Regions from separate parts of the Mus musculus genome. Here regions 1, 2, 3, 4, 5 and 7 are each linked to region 6. The links are chromatin contacts, called in public Hi-C, HiChIP or PLAC-seq and promoter capture Hi-C maps. All regions are on one chromosome and are shown on one strand. The core of a region is the stretch at or near the end of the contact, and the rest is flanking DNA. Distances in the headings are between cores, read along the strand shown. Region 1 has its middle 6.3 kb from the start of Gm39364. Region 2 has its middle 5.6 kb from the start of Gm30936. Region 3 has its middle 58 kb from the start of Tln2. Region 4 holds the start of C2cd4b (C2 calcium-dependent domain containing 4B). Region 5 has its middle 33 kb from the start of C2cd4a. Region 6 holds the start of Tpm1 (tropomyosin 1, alpha). Region 7 holds the start of C2cd4a (C2 calcium-dependent domain containing 4A).

Region 1 (3,496 bases), core at 144-2,643, 750 kb after region 6:
ATAAATGTGTGCAGAAGGATCCTGTAGCAGCGTCGTTCTTCCTGGCCTGTTGAGCGCGCGCAAGAAGTGGTGCTGAAAACCCGGGAAAAGAAACATCTTCAGGCACGAGCGAAGACCCCCTGCTACAGGGAGGATTCAGAACTGCATCACTGGGAAGGAGCGGTTAATAAAGTGTTCCCGTAAAACAGACTGTTGAGAAGGATCCGGCGTGGATTCAGAACTCTTCAGCTGGGGAAAGGTACTGATGAAGAGAAAGAAGAAAGATGAAGACTGAATAAACTGCTGTTAGAAGGACTGGTGGTCGCATCGTTCTTGTTGGTTGAGAGCGGGCGCGACACCACAGCATGCTGTTACAATACAAAACGTATCAACCTTTCCTCATTCCGCAGGCCTTGCCTGTTTACTTCAGCACTATCCTCACAGCAGCCCTGTGTTGTGAGAAAAGAGAGGGCTTAATGGGTTTCCCATCCCACAGATGAGAAAACCATAGTGTTCTGACTCCTGGAAGGCAGAGGTCATCTTTCATTGAATCCTGGCCTTTTGCTCAGGTGAATAACCACAGTGGCTAATCTGGTCACGGTGTGCTCCTTTCTCCAACCTCCATGGAGTCATTTCGCAGGGCTGTTTGCAGCTGGGAAAGCAGCCTGTCTCATAGGCAGCTCAGGTTACTGCTAGAAGCTCCTAGGCTAGGTTTTCCACAGGAATGGAAATCACTCTGTGATCCATCCCTGCTGACAAGGATGTGCACTGACAGCTCTGGAAACAGAGCTCAGAAAATACATCCCAGGCTGGGGTATAGCTAGGTGGTAGAGTACTTGCTTAGCAAACAGTCTGCATCAGGGGTGATGGGGGAGAGGAGGAGGAGAAAGAAGAGGAGGAAGAGGAGGAGGGGAAAGAGGAGGAAGGGAAAGAGAGAGAGAGGAAGAAGGTTAAGGAGGGAGGGGAAAGATACATAGACTTAGAGAAAGACCCGGGGAGGGGGAAGAAACAGAGAAACCAGAGAGAAGGGGAAGAGGAGAGGAAGGGAGAGGAGGGAAGGGGAGGGGGAGGGGAGGGGAGGAAGGAGGAGGGGTGTAAGAGAGAAGGCAGAGAGGAGAGATAGAGACAAAAAGAGAAGTAAATACACACAGACAGAGACAGACAGACAGAAGCAGAGTGTTGGGCAGCTGTTTATCTCTTGCCCCCCTCCACTCCAGGCAGAAGCCAGATCTCCTGTCACTTACAGCTCGAGCTGGCCCAGCGCCCTGGAGTGAGGCACTTCTCAGCATCAAGTGAGCAGAGGAAACAGAACCCTGGTGCTCTCCTTCAGATAAGAGGAAGGTCCTGCTTTGTTCTGGTTGAGGAAGAGCAGACTATGGCAGATGACAGGAATGCTAATGAGGCCCTGGAGAGAGCTGGCTCGATGGAAAGAGTGCTGAGCTCAGAGTCACACAGGACTCTGTGGGTCCCCAGAGGTGTGACCTTGATCTAATCAGGTTGCCTCTCTGAACCTGCTTTCTGGGGTTGTCGGGAGGGGTGAGAAGGCACTGCTGAAAATACTCACAGGCTTAGGAAGATGCTTTCACAGCGTGTTGGTATGAAAATAAAATTCTAAAAGGTATATGTAATAGACCCCTTTACCATGGGCTATAGAAACTGCCAGGAGTCATACATTGTTAACACTGCTTATTCTAGGTGATAGGTCTAATTTGTTCTATTTTTCTCTTTTGAAAACCTGTTGTTAGACGGGCGGTGGTGGCACATGCCTGTAATCCCAGCACTTGGGAGGCAGAGGCAGGTGGATTTCTGAGTTCGAGGCCAGCCTGGTCTACAAAGCGAGGTCCAGGATAGCCAGGGCTACACAAAGAAACCCTGTCTGGAAAGAAAGAAAGAAAGGAAGAAAGAGAGAGAGAGAGAGAGAGAGAGAGAGAGAGAGAGAGAGAGAAAGAAAGAAAGAAAGAAAGAAGACCTGTTGTTAGCATTCCTTCTAGGCTCCGCCCAACAGTTGCCTGGCAACAATTAGGTAAGTCTGGCTTCCTATAAAAGGAGCTGTTTGGCTGCTCCTCTCTCTCTTACTTTCTTATTCTCTCTGCCTCTTCTCTCTCTGACTCCCCCCCTTCCCTCTCCTGTGTTCCTGGCTAAGACACTCTCTCTCTCTCTCTCTCTCTCTCTCTCTCTCTCTCTCTCTGTCTCTACTCCCTTCTCAATTCCCCTTCTCATGACCTAAATAACTATACCTAAACTAAATTCGAACTAAATTCTATACCATAACCATCGTGTGGCTGGTACCTGGGGGGGGGGGGGGGGGATGTCTCAGCATGGGCCCTCCAAGGCACCCCTCCCACCTCACCATACCATGCTCTACAAAACATACCTTTGTCTCTTTTTATAAAACACAAAACCTGTACTTTGTATTTTTGTCTACTGCTAAGCATTTATCACATATTTATTAGTTATTAACACATATTGCTGTATAACCAACCAGCTCAAAGACTCAGTGAAAGAGACCTGGTAAAGTGCTTGCCCAGCATAAATGAGGCCTGGGTCCCATTCCCAGCCCCACATTAACAAGACATTGTGGTGTACAAGCCTTAGGTGTCTTTACTGACTGAGCCATCTCCCTGGCCAGGCCTCTAGTATTTTAGGTAAGGAGTACTCAGTCTGTGTACATGTATTATGTGTTTTCTATTGAGTCATAACACGTGTCATGTAATCATTTGTAAAATATAGAGTAATATATAAACTAAATATGCATAGAATCTACAAATTATATAATACAAACTGTGAGGAGTGGGTGTGGCAGCAGTCCCAAGATGGCGCCTAGAGGCCCAGGCAGCATTCTGGATGCCTTAACCAAGATCAGAGCTGGAGTCTGGGTTAGAGCACCCACTGGCTTATCTGAGACTGGCTTGGGCAAATGGTGTCGTCATTCTAACCATCTTTCTCAACTGGGGCTTGAACTCAAGGTCAGTGACCTGAAATAGATGGGACAGAGGTCTTCACCTGGCTATGTTCAGGGATTGGCAGCTAGCACTGTGCTCTAGGTCCTGCTTCATAGCTCAAGCAATAGCCCTGTCTGGTCTCTGTTTCATAGCCCAAGAAATAGCCCTTCTTCAAGAAGGCAGAGAGATCTCAACTAATATTGGAGAAAGCCTATGAGGCTCAGATCATATAAATGCAACCTTGTTGGGCACCATGGTGTTCCTTTAACTTTTTTTTTAATGGAGTTTTACATTTTAGTTGTGTGTGTGTGTGTGTGTGTGTGTGTGAGAGAGAGAGAGAGAGAGAGAGAGAGAGAGAGAGAGAGAGAGGGAGAGAGAGAGAGAGAGAGGGAGCTAATATTTTGTATGCCTGTGCCTACAAAGATCAGAAGAGGGGGCTGGATCCCTTGGAGTTGGAATTACAAGCATTTGTGAGCCTCCTGGCCTGGGTGCTAGGATTCGAACTCTGAGCTTCATGATTGAACAGTAAGTGTTCTTGGCTTGTGAGCCATCTCTCCTACCCTACTTGGAGCTGT
Region 2 (3,633 bases), core at 324-2,823, 650 kb before region 6:
GAAAATGAAATTTGAGGTGGAGTTAATTACAGCACATGGCAGATGACTGTAGTCACCTGTAATAATCGATTCACTTTGTTTGTTTCTTCCATTACTTGACACCTGTGTTGCCTTTCAATGGCTTTCCTGTGCTTTTCTACCTTGCTGCACTCTACCATGTTCTGGTCCATATGGGTTTTGAGGCTGAGTATTTGCTCTTCATGCTGCTGTATTTTGCACTCTAGCATCTCACACTTCTCCTGGGCTGCTACCATCTCTGCTAACTTCTGCTGCAGGGCATTATTTTCATCTTTCAGGCATTTCCAGTGGGGTTGTGCTTGTTGTAATTTTGTTTCGATACCTTCAAGCTCCTCTCTTAGTTTAAATATCATATCATTTTCAGAGAGAGTTGTACTTGTACTTGAAGCACTGGAATCTGAAAACTCTCCATGTTTATGTGCATCTGAGTCTTCCTCCAACATTGTGCACAGATTCTCAAACCTGGCTATTTCTTTTTCTAGTTCACTATTTCTCCTTTTCATTTCATCCAAACTCTGTGTCAGTGAATGGTTCAACTTTTCAGACGGGGTTCTTGGAAGCTGTTCATTCTCTTTTGCTTGGAGTTTTCTTGCAGCTTTTAAGTCCGAATTTTCAGCTGTGAGCCTCATATTGCGTTGTATATTGCTCGCAACTTAGTCTTTTCAAACTCTATTTGAGACCTTTCTTTTTGTAATGCAATAATATCATTTCTTAAACTTTCATTTTCTTCTGTGACTAGTTCACAATTGTGTTTTTAATTTCTAGTGATCTTTTATTAAATGAAGAAACTGCAAACAAGATTTGCACAAGGCTGCCCGAATCTTTGCTCTGCCTCCTGAGCTGTTCAATAAGATGCAAAGTAGAGTCGAAACTGATCATCTCACAGTCCTCTAAGTTTCCCTCAGATGGTGATATTAGTTTGTTAAGGTCAACTATAAGATTTCCTTGTTCTATGTTTGACAAACACAAGATTTCTTTGTTCTTTGATCTCTTCCTTTTCATCGGAAGTTTTCTTTGAAGACCTATCTAATTCATCAGCGTCCTCTATCTTTTCTTCCTTGTTTTCTAAAAGTTTTGCCAGGTTGTCATGGTTTTTTAATTGAGCCAGTTTAAGTGGTGTGAAGCTATCCTCATTCCTTATAGTGATGTCAGCATGATGGGCCAGCAGTTTGGCTGCCATTGACATGTTGTTATGCCAAACAGCATAGTGCAGTGCTGTGTTCCCACTACTATCCATAGCATTTTGATCAGCACCGTGTTCTAATAACATGGCCATACATTCTTCACGCTCATACTGTGAAGCCTTAATTAGTGCTGTGCTGTTGTCACTGTCGTGGAGATCAATGTCACAATTCCGCTCTATTAGAAGGGCAACTACATCCGGATGGCCATGCACACAAGCATAGTGTAACATAGTTCTTGGCCACCCAGCTGAACAATGGTGACATCGCGGGCCCAGCAGCGCGCCCGCCGCTCCCGCTCACACGTCACCGGCCCGTGGGCCTGCTGTCGGCCGGGAGCCGGCTCCGGGCGCGATGGGGTTGCGGGCATCGCATCGTCCCGAGATGGCGGCCAGCCTGCGGGCTCCTCCTCTCCCCGCTCCCGTCACAGCCCGAGAGGTTGCGACCGCTGGGCAGAGAAAGGGAAGTGGGCGGGCTGAATTTTTCTTTAAGCGTGGTTAGGACAATCTTTTGTGTCTGGTTGCAGTTACTGGGAGCTGCTGCAGCCAGTCCTACAGAAAATGGTTACTATTACCGCAAGTCTCAGTGGTAGGAACATGATGGTATCGTGGCCTAATTCCCAAGCGTCCTTCTTTTTAATGCCAAGGTTTACGTCATGAGTAGATCAAGATGACTGCCAGATTTGCAGCTGGAGAAAGGCTGAAGAAATTGATCAAGCTTATGGCATAGATTAGTGGATCTCTGCAGTGGTCAAAGCATTGGTGAAGATCTTAGATGGGCCCCTTTGCTTATAGAAAGTGACCCAGAGAGGTTGTGGACTTTCACAATCTGAGTCTCCTGCTATTCAAGGAATGCTGCTGCTCTATTAACCCAAGGGTAATGGATTCATAGAGTGATGCCCGTGACATTAACAGCAGTGGAAGTAGTCAGAATCACCACGAGGACCTTTTCAAAGGGATTGGAGAGGGTTCTTTTTTCCAATGTATTTTTGCTGGGACTTTTGCTTCCTGGCCAGTAGGTGTGTGACCAATTTCCTAAGAGAATCAGGGTCCTTTCTCGGGTCACCAAAGTGATGTAATAGAGGATTTTTCCTAAGGCCTGGAAGTATCAGGACATCTCCAGGCCAGCTACATGCCAGGGATCTCCTTCCTGTTCCAACACCAATAAAATCAGTCCTATAGAATCTCAAAAGACGAAGAACCTGAGGGGTTCCAAGCACATTGGGTTCAGAACAGGGCTTGGGCTAACATAACCCAACTGAATTTCCTGCCAAGGCTCAGCTAAAATGGTCTTGAGGGTCCAGTTCACATGCTCAACTATGCCTGAACTTTAAGGCCTATCTATAAACAGTGTGGTGCTTAGCAAATGGTCTACCTCTAAAGTCTTGGTCAGGATATGAACTATTGCTGACACAAATACAGGCCCGTTGCCAGACCTGATGGTGAGGGACTGTCTTATCTGTGCGTTTTTCTCTCTGGGCAGAGCCTTGGTCAGGTGTCATGCCCTCTCAGTGCTCCTGGGACAGGCCTCAAGCCCAACTGACTAGGTTCACACTGACACCAAAAGCTATCTCTCTGAAGCCTCTACAAGGCTCAACATCAGTGAAGCCTACCTCTGTATCTTTGAGAGGAGCCATTCCCATTGCCTGAACCCCAGGGTCAGACCCAGGCCCTTGGCTGGTGTTATTTTGTGTACACGCCACCCATACAGCACTGATCTTGGCACTCTGGGGCATGGGGGAATGCTCAGGTATGAAATAATAGACTCACTGAGGAAGCACTGAGTCGTGTTTAGGGTGTGGTGCAGGAGAGGGTCTAGATGCTGAACCTGCTTTGATTTGAGTCAGGATGAGGGTGGGTAGTTTGGGTTTGGGTTTCAACAGATGGAGCCTGAAGTGAGTTGTTTCATGGCAGTAGGTCATACCATGTCAGAAAAAAAATGGGCTTCTGGTGTGATAGCTCCCGCCAGGCCCTCGTTACCTTAGTCCCACCTTCATCCTCAGCTCATTGGTCTTTTTCCCTGGAGTATTGTAGAGAAAGGGGCAAATTCTGGTGCAAGTGGGACCCTGAGGGCTGGTTCCAGGCTTATAAAGGAGTTTGACTTGTTGCCAGTCTCCTCTTGGCTGCTTGATCAGCTAGTTGGTTTCCTTTGCTGACAGGCTCAGTCACTTTTTGATGTTTTTTTGCAGGACCTTACTGCTGCCTGGGAGTGCTTCCAGGTTGCCACTAAAAGCTGGAGAATTTCCTCTTTACTTTAAAATGCCCCCCCCTTCTGTGGGCATCCCCTCCTCCATAAATGGCTCCATGCTTTTGAGTTGGCTTGCTTCCCCCTCCAGTGTCTTAGTGCTTGAATGAGCCAGCCCATTGTATTGCCCAGCCTAGGTAGAGTGTCTACCTTTATTTTCTTACTGTCTACAGTCAATAGTTGAGCAGTT
Region 3 (3,788 bases), core at 1,161-3,660, 570 kb before region 6:
TGTTGTAAAGGGGCAGCACATTGATGTTAATGTGAAAACCTACTACATAGTGGCTACCATTATGTCACCTGCTTGTTATAAGCCTCAGTGTGCTTATCAAGAAGGTGGGTACATCAACCCTGTGCTGTGTAAGTAGTTGGTACAAGGAGGGAATGGATGCCATACTCGCATACTTCTGAGTATATGCTAAATATTTGTAATTCTGTAGAGTGAGCAAGTTAATCTATGGTTGTGTTTGTGCCTCAGCCAATCATATACCAGGAAGTTGGTGTCTTTTCTTTTTCTCCTCTAGTTTGGACTATGTTAGGAACATCAAGGAGATGTGTTTGAGGGCCGTGCTAGTTGGTTTTGCTCCTTGGTTAAGGAGGTTGAGGTCTGAGGTGAGGTTTTCATCCACAAGGCTCAGCTACAGTCTCTGGTCATTTAATAATGTGTTACTGAACAGTCAGTCCTTCTCTAGGTCCTGACAGAGGATTGTTTCCCAGGGGTGCCAGGATCAGGCAACCTGAAGATTAGTTCATTTTCCTAATATGCTCTGTGGGGCCCCCACGGCAAAGGGGATTAATTAGCATTTGAGTTAACTGAGGGGGCTGGAAGTGTAGCTCAGTTGGTAAGGTGCTTGCCTAGCATGCAAGAAGCCCTGGCTTTGTGCTCCAGCATGATGTCATATGCTTGCTTCTGTACTCACGTGGAAGTGGGAGAGTTCAAGGCCATTCCCAGTTATACAGTCTGTTTGAGGCCAGCCTGGGCTACGTGAGGCTGCCCCCCCCCCCCCAAAAAAAAGATAAAACTTTAGTTAACTAAAATGAAAAATGTAAAGCAGACCCTGGCCCTCTCCAGTGAGGGACCTTTAAATGCAGATGGGAAGGGATCAAAACAAGCCTGCTTGTGTAACTCACATTGGTACTGATCCAATCCATCACTCTTGGCTCGTCAGATGTCCTTAATGCTTACTCCATGTGATTCCTACTAGGGTTGTATTATGAGGCTCTGTCCTTACTCTTCAGGGTTGATCAGTGTCCTGGTAACATCAACACCACCCCGGAACTCAGTGTTGAGGAACTCGGGTTCCACCTATATCTACGGATGCAGGACACACCATGTAATCAGAAGCTGAGGTGAACTTGGCACAGCGGCAACTTAGGGGAGGCTTGCCTGGAAGGCAGGGACACCTGTCAGCATTTCACATTAGGATGAGGGGCGGGAGGTGATCTGTGTGATGAGCCCCATTCTGAACACCTGAAAGGGATGGTGGGGGCTAGAGGTGTAGACTCAGTTTCTGTTCTGCTCAGTCCTGACCTTGTGGTTGGTTGGTTATTGACTCTTAAGATCCATCTCCCTCCCTTCTCTTCCCCTGTCTTCATCCCCATCCTCATATCATCTCTTCCCCTTCCCTAAATTCATCTTTATCCCCATCATCCCCATCCTCGCCCCCCTCCCTCTCCCCATTCCCATCTCCATCCCCATCAGTACCATTCCCATCGCATTCCATCTATTCTCATTTCCATCTGTGCATCATTTTCACCATCTCCCATCATCTCTGTCTCACTGCCTTCCTGTCAGGGTTGTTCCTGGAAGAATGGTGGCTGGGAGTAAGAGCGCCTTTGCTTGGCTGGGGCCACCCCAGTATCCTGTCTTCCTTAGTATCCATTGACTGTTCAGCTGCCTTCTTGCTGAGGGGGAAAAGGCTTCAATGTAATGTAAAAGTCAGCTGATTTGGATCTCAGGAGCTCCTTGGGGGTTTGCATCCTATCAGAGTCCCTGAAAGCGCTGTTTTATTCCTATCCAAGGACAGGATTAGCCAGGGTACCCGTTTTCTAATGTTTCTCCAGACTTTTAAATCCCCATTCTCCAGCACGATGTCAGAGGAATTATCCTGGGAGACACTTGCCAAATGGCACCAAATAAGTATCTATGCGCTTTTCCGAAAAGACAATTAGAAATGTATTGAGGAGCCAGAGGCCTGCTGTGCGGGACATTGGTCGTGGGAGCTCAGTGCCAATTTGGGAAGCTCTCCTGGGGGACCATTTCTCCTCTCAGCCTCTGCTCTGAGAGGCTGAGCCAGGCAAGTGGAGGGACAGCCAGGCTGGGAAGAGGACAGGGAGCCAGAGTGCCAGCCAGAGATGAACCATCCGTCCTCCGTCTCCTCAGGAGATTCCAAGGCTTTGCAGATACAATCAAGTGGAAATGGGAAGGCCATTATAAATTCATCAACACTTGAATCATGTTACTCATTAGCCCTGGCGCCCTGGCCTGGAATATGCTCAGAAAACTGAGCTCTTGTGAGGTCAGGCCCCGCTCAAGGTCACATTTCAAGTTAGGGACAAGTCTGATCAGGAACCAGAGATGGTAATTAGTCCCGTGTGCAACAGTTCCTTGTGCTCTTCCGCCTTCGTCTGGGATGGAAGATACCAAGAATGTAAAATCTCAGTGATTGGATCCAGATGTACTAGCCTGGCCCCTCCTCCCTTTAGAGCTAACTCAGTGAAGACTTTTTTTTTTACCCCCCTGTGAAATAGAATATTTTAATCTGCTGGTTTTATTTGCTAGTCCACCTTTGTGCACAGGGCTAAAGATCAGGGAAGGAAAAAAAAAACAAACCCCGAATTCCTATTGTTGGGGATGCTATCAGGCTGTGTTTTTCTTTGCCTCAGGCACTGGCTGGAGTGGCCTGGGGGTGCATAGGACAATGGAGACCTCTGTCCTGGAAGTGACAGGATGTTTGTTTTCAAAGTTGGGAACCGACTGATAGGCTGTTTCCAAGGTCCACAGGTACAGGTGGGTATTAGGCTTTAAACATTAAAATGCAGGAGCTGGGGCTGCCGGCTCAGTTGGTAAAGTGCTTGTCTCGTGTGGATCAAGCCCTGAGTTTGATCCCTAGTATCGTATAAGCAGGGTATGGTGGTGCGTGTCTACTCAGAAGCTACACCAGGGGGTTGGAGGCTAGCGAGGTCCACATGTGACTCAAGGATACCTAGGAAATCTGAACTTGAGAGGGATTCTTTTAGCTTGAGTAGGGGATCTGAAGGCTCCCAGTGGAAGTCTGGAGAATGCGACCTTTTCTGTTATTAAATGCCAGTTATGTATGTAAACTGTTGTTGTGTTTTGTAAAAAGATAAGGGAGATGTTTGGTGGAGGTGAGGTATGGTGTGGAGGAAGGGGATGCCTCTGTGGGCCCATGCTGAGGTATCCCTTCCCCCTCTGAGGTACCAGCCACAGGTCAGTAAAGTATAGAATAGAGGTTATTCAGGGCATGGGGAGGGGAGTTGAGAGAAAGGCAAAAAGAGAGGAAGAGAGGAGGGGAGGGGAAGAGTAGAGGCCAGCCATGAGCTTGCTGAGAGAGAAAGAGGGGGAAGAGGGTGAGGGAGCAAGGGCAAGAGAGGGAGGAGGAAGGGGCAGGCATCCCCTTTTATAGTGAGTCAGGCATACCTGCCTGTTGCCAGGTAACTATGGGGCGGAGCCTAGACTAAATGCCAACAGTTTTGACACATTGTTAAGCAACATACTGTGCACTGACTTGGTTAAAAAAAGTTTTGTGTGTATATTCATTTGTTTTTCTGCACTATGTAGGAATCAAGGCCTCCATTGCGTTGATGGTCCCCAAAGCTTGCTGCTAAAAGACTAGAGCATTCCATTGCAGGGGCAAGGGAGATGGCCTCAGGAGGCTGGGCTCCAGGCAGCTGCCTTGTGAGCAGAAGTTTGTGTCTCTCCAGGTGTTGTTGGTTGTGCCACCAGACCATCACTTTTTTTTCCTGGGTCACATGAAGTATTTGCAGAAATATGTATTA
Region 4 (3,798 bases), core at 189-2,688, 710 kb before region 6:
AAAAGGCTGTTGTGTGTGTCCCGGGGATAAGCCACTGTCAAGAGGCCTTGAGTATCTGAGGGCCAAGAGTCTCTGTGCATCTCAAGGCGACTCAACCTTAAATGTCCAGAGCACCAGGGAAGCCGCGCTCATAGCAGTAGCAGAGAGCCCAGCAGCAGCTCGCCCTGGCCCAGCGGTCGTCCGCGCTCCAGCCCGCGGCCCTTGCTCTCCGCCTTGATGCGCACGGCCAGGCGGCGCAGCTGCTCCTCCGGGAGCCGATCGAAGCAGCAGTCCTGGTCCAGGGCGGCCTTGCGGCTGCGGCGGACCACACTGGCGCGCTGCTGGCCCGACGGCCTCAGCACCAGGCTGAGGCGGCAGCCCAGGGCGCGGGGCTCCAGCGCGGCGGCCGGGCCCTCAGCGCGCAGCAGGCGGAGGCGGAGGCAGGCGCTGCGCGGACAGTACTCGGCCGCCAGGCGCAGCGTGCAACCCCCGCGGCCCAGAGCCACGCTGGCTTCAGCTTGCAGGCGCTCGGGATCCGGGCTGCTGGGGACCGGGGGCGCGCAGGAAGCGGCGCGCTCGTGCTCGTCGCCGCGGGGCGCGGGGCGCGCGCTGGCCCGGCCGCGGGGAGCCCGCAGCGCGCGGCTCAACAGACCATCGGGGGCGCGGAGGAGGCGGCGCATACGGGGCACTGGAGCGGCTGGTGGGGTTTTGTCCAGGTCGCGCGGGGCGCCGAGCTCAGAGTCCGATGCTCGGCGCGGACTCGCGTAGGTGTGCGCACGGTGGCAAAGTCCCAGCCTGGGGGTGCCGGGGTGGCCGAGGAAGAGCGACTCCTTCCGGCGCGTGTGCGGGCTCTCGAGCAGCGCGCAGAAGCCGTAAACGGTGCGCGCGCGGGGCAGGTGCGGCAGCGAGAGCGCAGCCTGGGAGCGCGGGTCCCAGTCGGTGCGACCCGCGCAGTCTTCGTCACTGTCTTCGCGGTCGTCAGGGATGCGCGGCCACAGGTCCGGTTCGGCCGCGCAGCGCCAAGGCAGTGCGGCAGCGGGAAGCGGTGATTCGAGAGCGCCGGGGACCTGCAGCCGCGGGGGGATGCAGAACTCTGGGATGCGGCCCGGGGTGAGCACGTTGGAGAAGGCAGGCTCAGGAGTGGAGGAGCGAAGTCGACCGAGAAGCTTCATCCTTCTAGCTTATGCCCGAGCGTGGCGGATACACGAGCGTCTGCAACACAGAGAAAAACTGTTGAATTTGGGCTCCTGAAGTCCAGTGGATCCCTTCTTTGACCCTCTGGAAGTACCCACAAATCTAGGGCTCCGGGTCAGCACGAATCAACCTTTGGAGCATCCTCATGGTAACAAACTATATACATGAATATATAGAAATCAGACCTTTTCTTCTTCAGTCTCGCTGGGTCCGACTAGTCGCAGGAACGAAGCAGGTGACGTGTAGTTCACAGCTAGGGCTCCACCTTCAGCACTGCAGCTGTGACAGTGGCGCTCCAAACTTATACCTTAGTGGAAGTCACGCCCAGGCTCCAAGAGGCCAATCCGAAGAGGTAACAGACCGAACCCGCCTTTCAGCCGTCCCTTCCCACTAAATCTCCAGCTGCTAGCTGTATAGGTGTCGCAGGAGCTGGCTCTGGGACTTACATTGGCTGTCCCTTTGCTGGAGCGCCATTTACAGATGAGTAAAGGGCATCCTGTCACCATGCGAAAGAGAATTTGGTAGTTCAAAGTGTTTGTGGCCTCTCAGAGAAGGTGAGGAAGGAGGAAGAAACGTGAAGTTGAATTTAGCAACTAAGTAAATCCGATCCTTCCACTGGGCACCTGACTCATAAGCTCCCCTGGGTTCTATTTTTCAGGATGCATACCTGTTTCCAAGCACAGACTAAACTTGGCATGTCCGTTTAGGATGGGGTTATGTGCAGAACGTTTTGCGAAATTGAAAACGCATTAGTCCGCCTACGTTTAACATATCCAGACTGCTTGGATTCGACACTGGACTAAAAGGTTGGAGTAAAGTGGTTGCATTCACTTTAATTCAAAAATCGTAGATACTGACTAAGTCCCGGGTCAGCAGCTTAGTTAGCCTCTGTCTCCCTCTGCTGGACTGTCCTTGATATCACCATGGTCTGGGCTACCTGATGCCCTAAGTACTGGTGATTTGGGTAAATAAATAAAGTGCAAAATCCTATGAATGACTTGGGGGGAGATTTTGGGCAGATCCCTAAAAATACTTGATTTTCCAAAATTACCCTTTTCTTTCTGCCCTAGCCAAACCTATCCAGAGGCAGGGGGTTGGGGTGATGGGGAAGTGGAGGTCGGTGGGGATAGACAGGGGGACCTTACAGTTAATCCAAAGACACTCTTATTTTCTGAGATAAAGATGAAATGAGGCCGGCATGGTGGCGCATGCCTTTAATCCCAGCACTCGGGAGGCAGAGGCAGGTGGATTTCTGAGTTCAAGGCCAGCCTGGTCTACAAAGTGAGTTCCAGGACAGCCAGGGCTATACAGAGAAACCCTGTCTCAAAAAACCAAAGTAATAACAATAATAATAATAAAAGAAAGATGAAATGAGGGTTTGGGGAAGCTCCACGAAGGCTAAAGAGAGCCTCTTAGTATGGAGATCTGCTCTGTGTCTGCCATGTGCTACTTCCCGGGGCTGAAATGCCTCTTCTTTGTTTTGTGTCTTCTAAGGGGGTGGGAAATTATGAATGACCCCCAGGACTCACACACAGCAAACAAATACTGCTACTGAATCACATCCCCAGACCTACTGAGTTATTTTGAGAGAGGTCCTTGCTAAGGTGCCCAGGCTGTCCTTGAATTCAGTGTAACCCAGGCAGGCTTTGAACTTGCAGTCCTTCCTGAGTGCTGGAAATACCGGCAGAGGCCACCAGACACAGCTGACTTTTAACTTTCTGTATGCATCAGCCCTGACAGGAACTGTTGGGACCCTGCAAGCCTCAAGAGGGGCAGGGGAAAGATCCATGCAAGAAAAAGACTGAAACTTGAGTCAGCACCACCTTTGAAAGTGGAAGAGTTTGACCCCAGGGTTGATTTTTATCTTACGTTTTAAATACAGTAAAATGTTGGAGAAAGGTTTCCGGGTGACATTTAGAACAAAGCTTTAGGCATAGTGACATAGGAACTCCCTAGCAAAGTAGGAAAGCGCCTGTGACCTTTACGATAGGAATGGGTTCTGTTGACTGCTGACCAGTGCTCCTGGCTAGGGGCTAAGGAGTAAGGATGTATACTCGGCTTAAGGATGGAATCTATTGGTAGATGATGCAAAGTACATGGGACCTCCTTCAGGAGGAAGGGTTCTATTTGCTGAGACAAAGCTCGGGACTAAGGGGAATCAGAAAAGCTGGCTCCCTAGAATAGTAAAAAAAAAAAAAAAAAAAAAAAAAAAAATCACCAGGTTGTCAGCCACCATCCACTCCCCCCTTCTGGGTGACCAGGCATCAGTAATCATCCTTTGGAGTCTGGTTTTTCCAGTGGTTTCTTTAAGCTTTCCATGACCTAATTCCCTGTCTGCAGTTCGTCTCCCTCCCGCCAAGCAGTCTATAGACCGCTGTTATATTTCTCATGATACTTTGGAAATTTTGATTGGCAGCTTTTTCTTGCCTAATAGAGTTTCCTAGTACATAAGTCACAGAGTTCCTTGAGACACCATTATGTGTCATGAGTTTTAGAAACATAAATGAATAGTAAAAGTCTGGATGGGAGGAGGAAATGAGAAGAACAAAGGCACCGCTATGAGTGTATTTATGATCCAATAAAATCCCTGTGGTAGAGCCCCAAATTGCCTTCATTCCAGTTACC
Region 5 (3,461 bases), core at 355-2,854, 750 kb before region 6:
ATTTATACCAAGGGAATGTTTGAAATGAACTCGTTATTTATTATCAGTAAATGACTAACTTACTCTGTAGACTCATAGGGCCAGGGGCTTATCAAAACTTCTCAGAGAAAAGGATGGAAAAGCTTAGGAAGCCCTGCTCCTGAGGACATGGTTGCTTCTCATTACAGAGGCAAGCGAGTGGTCTGCTCTTGTTATCTGCCTTCCACAGCTGGGAGGAGCTGTGCATCTTCTCCGTCCCCGCTGTCATTCTTCCAATAATGGTGTATACGGAAAAGAAAATGGGTCTAGAGTGATGTGCGTTTCAGTGGTGTGAACAGACAGGCCAACTGAAAATTTTAGATGCTAATGAAGGGAGAGTACAGCTCACCATGGGACAGGTTGTATGGAGTACAAAACCATCTACCTTGTCAGAATGAGCTGGCATCCAAAACCATCAAGACTGTTTTTCCAAAGTGAGTCATGACATTTAATCTTCACTAAAACCTGTGAAGCTGCCCTAAAAACACGAGTGTCCTCAGGCCTGGGGGGTTTTCTGCTTTCTTTACATTGTCCCACTATAAGGGACACATTTGCACCATAGTGCATTTCATGCATGAAAGCAAAGCAGGTGTGAGGGAGGGGCACAGTGGGTAAAGTGCTCACCTCAGTGTGAGGCTCGGAGTTTGGATCTCAAGAGACACACACGAAGCTGGCTGCAGTATATAATACCTTAACACGGGTCCTGGGCAGCATGGGGGTGGGGGTGGGGGATGCGACACAGATGGAACAAGAAAGATCCCGGAGGGCTTCCTTCCTCCCCAGTCAGGTCAGCCAATTAGTGAGCTCCAAGTTCAGTGAGAGACACCATCTGAAAAATGAAAGAATTGAGGAAGACACCTGATGTCGACCTCTGGCCTGTACACACATATGCACACACATGCAAGCATGAGCACCCACACAACAGATATGCATGAACATGGACACACACAAAAGAAGAAGAAGCTAAGCTAAAAGTTACCAATACTATTCCCTGATCCTTAACATGCAGTGAACCCTGACATTTCCTATTCCGCGTGGCTCCTTTCCAGTAGCTCGGTTGATAGAGCATTCACCTGACGTACATAAAAACCTGGGTCTGACTCCAGCATCACATACAGCTGAGAGGGGTGGTGCACACCTGTAATGTCAGTGCTGGGGGGGGGGGTGAAGGTGAAAGAATCAGACATTCGAGGCGATCTTAAGCTGCAAAGCAAGTTCCCAGCTAGTTATTATTTTTAATTAATTATAACTGAATAAATCCCATATGTGTGGAAAATTTCAAGTCATTAGGTGTTTTTTTAATGTGTTTAGAAGGAAGTGAGCCTCAGTCAGTGACGTCAGAGGAAGTTGGGCAGCCACATAGAACTCAAAAGGAAATGATTGTTCTCTAAGAGCCTAACATAAATGTGAAGCCCAACCTTGGCTGCATTCATTTAGTTTTACCACCAGAACACACCTTCGAACCGATTCTTTATGACCGTGTGTCAATGGGGACATTTGAGCAGCCGCGAAGGACTCCCTCAGACATGGCCTTGTTTCTGGCTGACTCATCACATACCCCTGACAGCTCTATTTACAGCCCTCCGGGGAGCTTTGCTGAGTTTTCTATTTTGAGCTAAGAAAGGATGTGTCGTTGCATTCTGGGGCCATTTCTGAGCCATCTAATCACCAATGGCTTTGGTGGGATAGGTAGGCAGGCACTTAGTGAAGTCACATTGTAAAATGAGTAGCTCAAATATTTAATCAGCTGTGCAGTGAATCCAGCCACACGGGTCCTGCTGTACAGAGGTCTATCCACATGGCCCGGAGTAACTGTGGATTACAGATCTCCTGCTGAACGTAAAACGGCTAGATTTGGGAGATATTTCCAGAAACAGGTCCCTCAGGGTGGAAGGATCAGCACTGAGGAATCGTGTCACTCCTGTCCCTAACAGCTTGCTTGGGATCCAGGGACTCTTCCTCATTCTCACTTTCATTCATTCTGAGGAAAGAGCAACACTCTAGCCAAACGCGTTAAAAGTTTTCATAAAGCTTAGAATAACTACCCAGCTGACGCTGGAGCCGGCGCCACAGGTACAGGTATTCGTCGTGCCAGCCCGAAGACCTGAGTTGGCTCCCGGGAACCCACAGTGGAAGGAGAGAACCAACTTGCAGAGTTGTCTTCTGGCTCCCATGCATATAACCATCCACACATCCTTAGCTCAGAGTCACTGGCAGTCGAGGGTGGCGGGGGTAAGGGAGGATCGGTCTCCTTCAGGGCTGGGGCCCCTGATTGGTTGCTTACGTGTATCCCCATGTACAGACAGATTATACTAACTGGACTCAGTAGGTTAGTGAAAGGAGAAAAGAAGAAAAAGAAGGAGAAAAGGGAGTCATAAAAGTGGGAGAGCGACTTCTTTGTGGGCAGGAGCATGGAAGGAGTGGAAGGGGAGAAAGGAAATTCTCAAAGAGTAAATTTAAAAAACATTTTTTTTTTTTTTTTTTTGGTTTTTCAAGACAGGGTTTCTCTGTGTAGCCCTGGCTGACCTGGAATTCACTCTGTAGACCAGGCTGGCCTTGAACTCAGAAATTTGCCTGCCTCTGTCTCCCGAGTGCTGGAATTAGAGGTATGCGCCACCACTGCCTGGCTTAAAATAACATTTTTTAAAGAAGTGTCTCAGAGCTGGGACCAAATGGGGATCAAGAAAGGCACTTGTGTTAGATGCAAAGTTTAAGGGGGCATAAAAACAAAACAGCAGGTGAAGTAATAAATTAATGTTTAGAAATAACGTGCCTGTAATATGGAAATGGAATAGGCAAATGACAGCCTGCAGGCCCACTGTCTCCTCCTCCTCCTCTTCCTCCTCCTCCTCCTCCTCCTCCTCCTCCTCCTTCTTTGATACAGGATTTTATGCAGACTAGACAGGCCTTGAACTCACTACATGGTTGAAAATGATCTCAAACTTCTAGTATTTCTGCCTCTACTTCTCCAATTCAGGAATTACGCTTGTGCATTACCGTGTACGATTAATGGGATGCTAGGCTTTGAAGCAATGACCTTGGACATTAGAGGTGGACACTCTTATCACCTGAACTACATACCCCCTCCTTGTTTTTTGTTTTGTTTGGCTTTAGTCTGGGTTTTGGTTTGTTTTTGTTTGAGATAGGGCCTCACTCACTATGTAGCCCTGGCTGGTCTGGAAATTGCTCTGAAGAAGGCTCACAGAGATCCACATCTATCCCCCTCTGCCTTCAGCCCCCACGTGCTAGGATTAAAGGTGTGAACAACAATTCCAGCTCCCAGCCCTATTTTTAACAACTTTTGTTACAATGTCTGGGATTCCTCCACTGGGAAGCACACCTTGCCCCATCAGACTACAAACTTTTGATGTCTCAGAAGAAAACTCCTGAGTTCCAAGACCTCTTTGAAGCCTCAGATCATGAAATATTCTTATGAGTCAGAT
Region 6 (3,520 bases), core at 275-2,774:
TCAGTGCTGAGCTGGCTGGCCCCTTTCCCTCTGCAGAGATCAGGCTACAGATAGAACCATTTCCTTAGCTAATTTGTACCATGTTTTCAGCACCAGCATCCAAATGCCTTACAGAGAGAGACAACTCCCTGTAAGGATCCAAGCAAGGAAACTGGACTAACAAGATGGCTCAGCAGGTAAAGGAGCTTGCTATCAAGCACAAAGACCTGTGTTGGATTCTTTTTTTTTTTTTTTTTTTTTTTTTTTTTTTTTTTTTTTTTTTTTTTTTTAGATTTATTTATTTATTATATGCAAGTACACTGTAGCTGTCTTCAGACACTCCAGAAGAGGGCATCAGATCTCATTACGGGTGGTTGTGAGCCACCATGTGGTTGCTGGGATTTGAACTTCGGACCTTTGGAAGAGCAGTCGGGTGCTCTTACCCACTGAGCCATCTCACCAGCCCCCTGTGTTGGATTCTTAAAGAGTTGCTCTCTGACCTCTACAGTCCACCAAAGCACGAATGCACCTCCATGACCCCGCCCCCCAAATAAGTAACCGACTCTAGTAAAACATGCAAATGAATAAATGGAGGGAAGCTACAGCATTGAAGCTGTTACAAATCACAGCTGCCGATGACTAAAGACCAGACACACACACACACACACACACACACTCACACTCACACCACTGACTCCCACAGGGAAGAAAAACGCCTAGACCGCTACACACTGACACACTCCCTCTGCCCTTTCCAAAGCACAGCGCAGGCACTTTTGGGCCTTAAGTCCCTAAAGTATTTTACTACCCACCCCCAGTTTGGTGAAAAGACTCGAGACTGCCTGTGTGTCACTATGTCCACTATCAGGGGCAGAGAGACAGGGTCTCAGGAATGGCCCTCAAACCTTCCTCCACCTCTATTTCTCTGCTCTGGTTGAAATGTCCAGACCGTGAGAGCCCAGGACGACAACTGGTGAGTGGGCTGAGTGCTGCCACAAGGACCCAGCTGGGTACCGAGAGCTCCCAGGCCCAGAGGGGAGGGGCAGTGGCCGTGACTGGCAGCCCCCGGACCTTACAATGAGCAGCACCCCAGGACCTGGAGGCAGAGTGAGCCGGTGCGCACACACCACCTGCCCTATTCCGGGTGGTTCCGGGCAGGCTCTTCTGGGGACCTTGACCGCCAGACGATGGCTCTGAGAGGTGGCTAGAGACTCTCGCCCAGTGCCGGGCTCCTCTCCAGCGAGGTCCCGGCGCTCTTTCCCAGGCGTGCAGGTTTAGAAATAGGACGGCCTCGCCCGGCCGCGGCCTCGGAGGCTCGGGTCCCCATATATAGTCATATCCACCGTCAACTGGGAGGCCGGCAGGCGGCAGCGAATGGGCGTGCGGGCCCCCGCGGGAGGAGCGAGGAGGGGGCACGGGGCGGAGGCAGGAGACTGGGAAAGGGGGAAGGAGGAACAAGCTTTTCCAAAAAAGTATTGGCTGTCCTAAGGAATGCGGTCGCCCCCCTGGGAAAGTACATATCAGGGAGCAGCAGGCAGCTCCGCGCTCGCACTCCGGCTCTGCTACCCCACCGCGCTCGCGTCTCCTCTCGCTCCGCTGCCTAAGGGCCCCTCGCCACCGCCACCATGGACGCCATCAAGAAGAAGATGCAGATGCTGAAGCTCGACAAAGAGAACGCCTTGGATCGAGCTGAGCAAGCGGAGGCTGATAAGAAGGCGGCGGAAGACCGGAGCAAGCAGGTCTGCATTTATCCCCAACCTCCAATGCCCCAGCTTAGCGTGGGTCGCTCAGCCCCGGGACCCGAACTGGCTCCCTTTCCTCATCCCATCCCCAGCCAGGGTGTCCAGGGGCGCACGTTTAAAAAAGAAAAGGAGAAGCGCGAGAGTTAGACTGATTCTAACTTTTCTGTCTCGTCCGAGGACGCTCGTGGCCCTTCTCTGACTCCCACGGTCTGCGAGGTCCACTGAGCTTCTTCCCTAGAGAGGCTCTTGACTCTTAGGGTTGGGAATCAGTTTTGAAAGAGGAAGAGAGAAAGGATACAAGTTCCCGGGTTGCCTGGAGGGAAGGGTGGGGGAGCGGAGCAAGGCTCAAGTCCTAAGGTGTCCGAAGTTCTTTGGACTTTTTGGTTGGGGAGAAAGATCCCTCAACACGGGATGAAGACTTTGAAGGGAAGAGGAGGGAGTCACTGAATTATTTCCTAAGAACAAAGATGGGACAGAATGGGAGACACACGGAAAGCTAGCCAAACAAGGACATGTTTCGGCAGTCCCTCAAATTGAGAACCTGAGCTTGCTGTCCTCGGCCGGCCGGAGCGTGTGGTCCCGGGTTGGGGGGTGGTGTGCGAGATGAGTCACTGAGTGAGATCTCTGGGAGAGATATCTTAGGGTCCCTTGAGCCCCAAAGCAGCGATCCCTTAGCCCCAGGGCTCCAGCCAACCTGGCACCCATTTGTTATGTGTCTCCCACCCGGTCCATGCCGGCCGCCCGCGCCCGCTCGCCGCTACCCCAGCTCGAGGAGGACATCGCAGCGAAAGAGAAGCTGCTGCGGGCGTCGGAGGACGAGCGGGACCGGGTGCTAGAGGAGCTGCACAAGGCGGAGGACAGCCTCCTGGCTGCCGACGAGACCGCCGCCAAGGTACCCCGGGCGCGCGGCGAGGCACTGCACACGAATGGCTAACTCTTTCTCTTTCTCTCTCCCTCCCTGTCTTTCCCTCTCTCTCTCTCTCCCGCTGTCCCTGTCCTTTATGGTCTATGCACCCTCAACCCGCACCTTGCGGGATCACGCTGCCTGCCGCACCCCACCCCCTCCCCCTTCCCCCCTCCCCGTACTCCACTGCCAACTCCCAGCTGGAAGATGAGCTGGTGTCACTGCAAAAGAAACTCAAGGGCACTGAAGATGAACTGGACAAATACTCCGAGGCTCTCAAAGATGCCCAGGAGAAACTGGAGCTGGCGGAGAAAAAGGCCACAGATGTAAGTGCACGCTCACACTGCCTCCCTCACCTCCTGTCCGTGTGGCCACTCTGGGGGGCGGGGGGCCACCACAGGGGCTGCAGAGCAAAGGAAGAGGGCGAACCTCCTCCTGCAGGGACACCTGCACACAGCCTGGCCGTGGCCCAGAGCACTGGATGCCGCCTCTACTGCTGCTCACGTTTCATTTTTATTCCGTCCTTTCCCTTTTTCTCTTTTTCCTCTTCTTTACCTCCTCCCCTTTGGTTGGAGGTGGGTGGGTACGAAGCTGGGAGCTGAAAAGGGTGAAGCTGGAGGTGAACTTCGCCTCCTGCTGGTATAAAACCTCTGAGGTGTATGTCATCACCAAGGTCTGTGCAAAACAGAATACCTAGTGTTTGCCGCGCCCCCAGCCCCCGGTGGTTTTCGCTGATGGACCTAGTCTGAGTAAGTCCACAGAGCCTGGCCTTTAAATGGACTCATCCTTTTACTTCAGACGCTAAATTTGAGGGCTACTGTGACACTTTGAGGCTCTTTTTCTCACTAGACAAGCCTTAAGACCTGCCCAGGGAAGGTGATACTTGCTTGGGTCT
Region 7 (3,329 bases), core at 118-2,617, 780 kb before region 6:
TGTGTATTATTGTGGTCTTTACGTTGGATACCAAGGCTCAGAAACACTCAGTAACCTGCTCATAATAAGCTGCTCATAGTAAGATACCTGTCTGCCGTGAATTCAAAGCCAGTGTTCTTAATTTCTGCCACTGTTCCCACTCTCATTGAAAGTAACCAAACTGATGCCACAGAACACTAGAACAGCAGAACTCACTGCTTGTGTCTTTAACATTTGCTATGTTCCATTCACGTTGCGTAACAATATATATTACTCCCCTAATAATGCATTTACTACTCATTAATGGGCATTCCTTTCATTTCCTTCCTTAGTGACAATGGGTAAGTTATTTAACATCTGAAGTGCTGGGGGGAGGTGTTTGTTTATAAAACATGGATAATCCAAATTTCCTAAGGTTTCTGTGACAACTTTATAGCACATTACCTGTATGTTCTGTATGCAAAACACACACAGGACATGCCCCAAACAGAACCTCCCCCCCCCACTTGCCTAAAGTTGACTAACTCATTCAACACTGCTTGAAGAGGCCATTAATTTGCAAGGCAGCTACTCAGAAATACCCTATGTCCATACTCTGATCCAGATGTTTCGGAATCTCTTTCCACTCGAGCTGCAAGCAACTCTCTTAAAGGATAAACACCAGTTTTCAAGAGAAAGGATGGAGGTCTCAGATAGACACAGTGTGCAAAGGTCAGATATGGCTAGTGTGTGTTTCCAAAGGGACGATACCAGTGGCTGGATGTGTGGAGTATAATTGAATCCCTAGTTAAAAATTAGCATCCTGCTTAAGAAGGCTGTGGTTTTTTTTATTTTAAAATATATATCTTAAGTGTACACTGGATGATTTCTTTACATAGGAATACACCCCTGTAACCCCACCCAAGACAAATATGTAACGTTTCCGGAACCCCATAACCCCCACCACCACCCAAGAGTGATTTAAAATCAACAGAGAAATGACCTCTAAAATCAGAACAGAAAGCAGAAAGTTAAAAAAAAAAAAAAAAAAAAAAGGCAATGCTGGCAGCAAGAAGGTGGGAGATGGGAACGGCCATTTGGGTAAGACAAACCCGATTTCTGGCTTCTTTCCAATGGTGCGTGCAGAGTGCTTCTGTGCACTCACGTTCATTTTGCCCATCCGTCCTCACAAGGACTGCGACATGGTCCACACTAAATCTTGTTTTCCATGTGAGGAAACAAACTCGTTCAGGGTTTTAGAGAACAGCTCCAACCACAGCAGAACTAGCTGCAGGATCAGCTCAGCAAATCCATCCACGTGGCAGAGGGACCTGGGAGGGCCAGGCGTCAGGTTACCAAGCAGCAGCGTGACAGCTCGTATAAAAGCCCGGACCAGCTATCCTGGAACATCAGGAATCAACTCTGCCGCGCTCTTTTGAATTTCTCCGCGTTTCTCCGGGTTGGAAAACCATCTGACTCTGAATACCAGGTATATGAATGGGAATCCAGTTCCCTCCTGGGTGTTAGACCCAGGTGGCCCGAAGCTCTCTAGAAGGAGAAACCATTTCTGGGGTGTGTGTGTGTGTTCTCGCGCAGAACTAGAGTGTACTAGACACTTAAGGTTTCAGGAAATGAGTGCACAAATGATCAAAGCAAAGCGCCTCTTGGAACTAGGGACAGAGGCGCAAGTTAGAAGACAAAGGTAAAGAGGTAGGACGGAAAAGACTGAAGCAAACTGCAAATCTACCTGGCATCTGACTAGAGACAGGGTGGGCGATATACGATTGTTTTTCAATCTGTAAAAACAGTTTGTAATTGTGGTGAGGGATGCATTTTGTCTTGTAAGGCTCAGGACAGGACGATGTCAAAGAAAAGAGACAGAAATTCCTGCTTTCCTCCAGACTGTCTCTGACTGGTATGTGTTTATGTGTTGCAGGCAGCCTGGAACAGGATCACAGGGTTCAGACACTAGCGGCCAGATGTGGTGTCTGGAGCGGCTCTTGCGGGACCGAGATGGGTTTCTCCCGGGGCGCGTCCACCGCTCCAAAGCTCGCTCATCCGCTGCGTGCGCAAACGTGCTCACTCCAGACCGCATCCCAGAGTTCTTCATCCCGCCGAGGCTGGAACCTAGCACGGCCTGGGCTGCGCTGCGCGAAGCCTGGGCTGCAGACACGGAGGCCGACGACGGCGCGGGCCGCACAGACTGGGACCCGCGCTCCCAGGCTGCGCTCTCGCTGCCGCACCTACCCCGCGCGCGCACCGCTTACGGCTTCTGCGCGCTGCTCGAGAGCCCGCACACGCGCCGAAAGGAGTCGCTCTTCCTCGGCCACCCAGGTGTCCCGGTCCGCCGGCCTGGGCTTCGCCACCGCACGCACACCTACGCGAGCCCCCGCCGAGTCCCGGACGCTCCGCGCCCTGCCCCGGGCGACCCAGACGCTGCCCGGGTCCCGACGCCCACTCCTGCTCCCAGCAGACGCCGCCTCCTACGCTCCCCGGGCAAGCTGCTGAGCCGCGCACTTCGAGCCCCTCGACGTCTGGCCAGCGCGCGCCCCCCGTGCCGCGGCGACGAGCACGAGCGCGCCGCCTCCTGCGCGCCCCCGGTCCCCAGCAGCCCGGATCCCGAGCGCCTGCAAGCTGAAGCCAGCGTGGCTCTGGGCCGCGGGGGTTGCACGCTGCGCCTGGCGGCCGAATACTGTCCGCGCAGCGCCTGCCTCCGCCTCCGCCTGCTGCGCGCTGAGGGCCCGGCCGCCGCGCTGGAACCCCGCGCCCTGGGCTGCCGCCTCAGCCTGGTGCTGAGGCCGTCGGGCCAGCAGCGTGCCAGTGTGGTCCGCCGCAGCCGCAAGGCCGCCCTGGACCAGGACTGCTGCTTTGACCGGCTCCCGGAGGAGCAGCTGCGCCGCCTGGCCGTGCGCATCAAGGCGGAGAGCAAGGGACGGCGGCTGGGCCAGGGCGAGCTGCTGCTGGGCTCTCTGCTACTGCTATGAGCGCGGCTTCCCTGGAGCCCTGGACACCTAAGGTCGCTTGGCCATGAGATGCACAGAGACTCTTGGCCCAGAGACACTTGTAGCCTCCTCTTGGTCCTGGAACACTTGCAGCTTCTTGGCCCTGAGACACTCTTAGGTTTTGGTCCTGGCACACTCTCAGCCTCTTGGCTCTTGGACAATGACTGACAGCCATTTGTACAAAATAAACATGTGTTCATTTTTCTAGCCAGGGCTTTGTTTCAGTCCAATTCTGGCAGAGCTAATCCTAAATTATTATAGTAATATACGTCGCTTCTTTTTGTGTGGGCAGACACCTTGAAATTTCTGTTGTGCAATGGGGTAGTGTTGAGCAGTGTTCCCCACTGTAGGCAGCAATTGTATTTAATC

What was found. Promoter capture Hi-C pulls out the DNA fragments that hold promoters and counts their contacts. HiChIP or PLAC-seq counts read pairs in DNA pulled down with a chosen protein or histone mark. A called contact is a pair of places that touch in the nucleus more often than the background predicts.
Region 1: a contact with region 6 is called in a Hi-C map of the N1E-115 cell line, with 2.7 times the contacts expected there. The contact joins the enhancer-like site here to the promoter of Tpm1 in region 6. A contact is called at or near these places in 2 of 484 Hi-C or Micro-C datasets (CD4 T cells and the N1E-115 cell line) and 3 of 115 datasets of contacts at active chromatin or transcription factors (bone marrow-derived macrophages, large pre-B cells and memory CD8 T cells).
Region 2: a contact with region 6 is called in an H3K4me3 HiChIP or PLAC-seq map of forebrain, with 4 times the contacts expected there. The contact joins the enhancer-like site here to the promoter of Tpm1 in region 6. A contact is called at or near these places in 4 of 39 promoter capture datasets (the 3T3-L1 cell line, cranial neural crest, embryonic stem cells and 1 more) and 7 of 115 datasets of contacts at active chromatin or transcription factors (embryonic basal ganglia, embryonic forebrain, embryonic hindbrain and 3 more).
Region 3: an H3K4me3 HiChIP or PLAC-seq map of embryonic stem cells shows a contact between it and region 6, with 3 times the contacts expected there. The contact joins the enhancer-like site here to the promoter of Tpm1 in region 6. A contact is called at or near these places in 2 of 39 promoter capture datasets (cranial neural crest and maxillary cranial neural crest), 3 of 484 Hi-C or Micro-C datasets (embryonic stem cells, forebrain and stem cell-derived neural progenitor cells) and 11 of 115 datasets of contacts at active chromatin or transcription factors (craniofacial prominence, differentiating embryonic stem cells, embryonic basal ganglia and 6 more).
Region 4: a contact with region 6 is called in an H3K27ac HiChIP or PLAC-seq map of embryonic stem cells, with 3 times the contacts expected there. The contact joins the promoter of C2cd4b here to the promoter of Tpm1 in region 6. A contact is called at or near these places in 2 of 39 promoter capture datasets (the HPC-7 cell line and embryonic stem cells), 1 of 484 Hi-C or Micro-C datasets (embryonic stem cells) and 8 of 115 datasets of contacts at active chromatin or transcription factors (astrocytes, embryonic basal ganglia, embryonic forebrain and 4 more).
Region 5: a RAD21 HiChIP or PLAC-seq map of pro-B cells shows a contact between it and region 6, with 5 times the contacts expected there. The contact joins the enhancer-like site here to the promoter of Tpm1 in region 6. A contact is called at or near these places in 1 of 39 promoter capture datasets (embryonic stem cells), 1 of 15 datasets of contacts at CTCF or cohesin (pro-B cells), 4 of 484 Hi-C or Micro-C datasets (the Ba/F3 cell line, the G1E-ER4 cell line and embryonic stem cells), 8 of 115 datasets of contacts at active chromatin or transcription factors (the 230-238 cell line, the SCID.adh cell line, T-cell acute lymphoblastic leukemia and 4 more) and 1 of 9 other capture datasets (embryonic stem cells).
Region 7: a promoter capture Hi-C map of embryonic stem cells shows a contact between it and region 6, with 3 times the contacts expected there. The contact joins the promoter of C2cd4a here to the promoter of Tpm1 in region 6. A contact is called at or near these places in 4 of 39 promoter capture datasets (embryonic stem cells, erythroid cells, hippocampal neurons and 1 more), 4 of 115 datasets of contacts at active chromatin or transcription factors (bone marrow-derived macrophages, craniofacial prominence, embryonic forebrain and 1 more) and 1 of 9 other capture datasets (macrophages).

Annotation. Positions count from the first base shown.
Region 1 is chr9:66,292,953-66,296,448 of GRCm38.p6, reverse strand. No RefSeq gene overlaps it. Among named protein-coding and RNA genes, the nearest start is that of Gm39364, 6.3 kb to the left of the region's middle. Within about 2 kb of position 1,393, at least 83 of the 459 cell types and tissues checked have an H3K27ac peak or open chromatin away from gene starts, as enhancers often do. A contact at or near this core is called in the N1E-115 cell line and memory CD8 T cells, where this site is marked.
Region 2 is chr9:67,697,986-67,701,618 of GRCm38.p6, reverse strand. No RefSeq gene overlaps it. Among named protein-coding and RNA genes, the nearest start is that of Gm30936, 5.6 kb to the right of the region's middle. Within about 2 kb of position 1,573, at least 37 of the 459 cell types and tissues checked have an H3K27ac peak or open chromatin away from gene starts, as enhancers often do. A contact at or near this core is called in forebrain, where this site is marked.
Region 3 is chr9:67,616,058-67,619,845 of GRCm38.p6, reverse strand. It overlaps a transcript of Tln2 not described here. Among named protein-coding and RNA genes, the nearest start is that of Tln2, 58 kb to the right of the region's middle. Within about 2 kb of position 2,410, at least 44 of the 459 cell types and tissues checked have an H3K27ac peak or open chromatin away from gene starts, as enhancers often do. A contact at or near this core is called in craniofacial prominence and embryonic stem cells, where this site is marked.
Region 4 is chr9:67,757,077-67,760,874 of GRCm38.p6, reverse strand. C2cd4b (C2 calcium-dependent domain containing 4B) reads right to left here and starts at 1,438. Exons shown (of 2, transcript NM_001081314.2): 1 at 1,359-1,438; 2 at 1-1,191. The coding sequence starts at 1,151. The coding sequence ends at 129. M5C1000I18Rik (RIKEN cDNA M5C1000I18 gene) reads left to right here and starts at 645. Exons shown (of 2, transcript NR_153961.1): 1 at 645-1,727; 2 at 1,832-2,162.
Region 5 is chr9:67,797,569-67,801,029 of GRCm38.p6, reverse strand. No RefSeq gene overlaps it. Among named protein-coding and RNA genes, the nearest start is that of C2cd4a, 33 kb to the left of the region's middle. Within about 2 kb of position 1,604, at least 37 of the 459 cell types and tissues checked have an H3K27ac peak or open chromatin away from gene starts, as enhancers often do. A contact at or near this core is called in pro-B cells and trophoblast stem cells, where this site is marked.
Region 6 is chr9:67,047,217-67,050,736 of GRCm38.p6, reverse strand. It overlaps Tpm1 (tropomyosin 1, alpha), which reads left to right and starts at 1,524. Exons shown (of 10, transcript NM_001164248.1): 1 at 1,524-1,718; 2 at 2,826-2,951. The coding sequence starts at 1,605.
Region 7 is chr9:67,830,368-67,833,696 of GRCm38.p6, reverse strand. It overlaps C2cd4a (C2 calcium-dependent domain containing 4A), which reads left to right and starts at 1,367. Exons shown (of 2, transcript NM_001163143.1): 1 at 1,367-1,447; 2 at 1,895-3,165. The coding sequence starts at 1,938. The coding sequence ends at 2,942.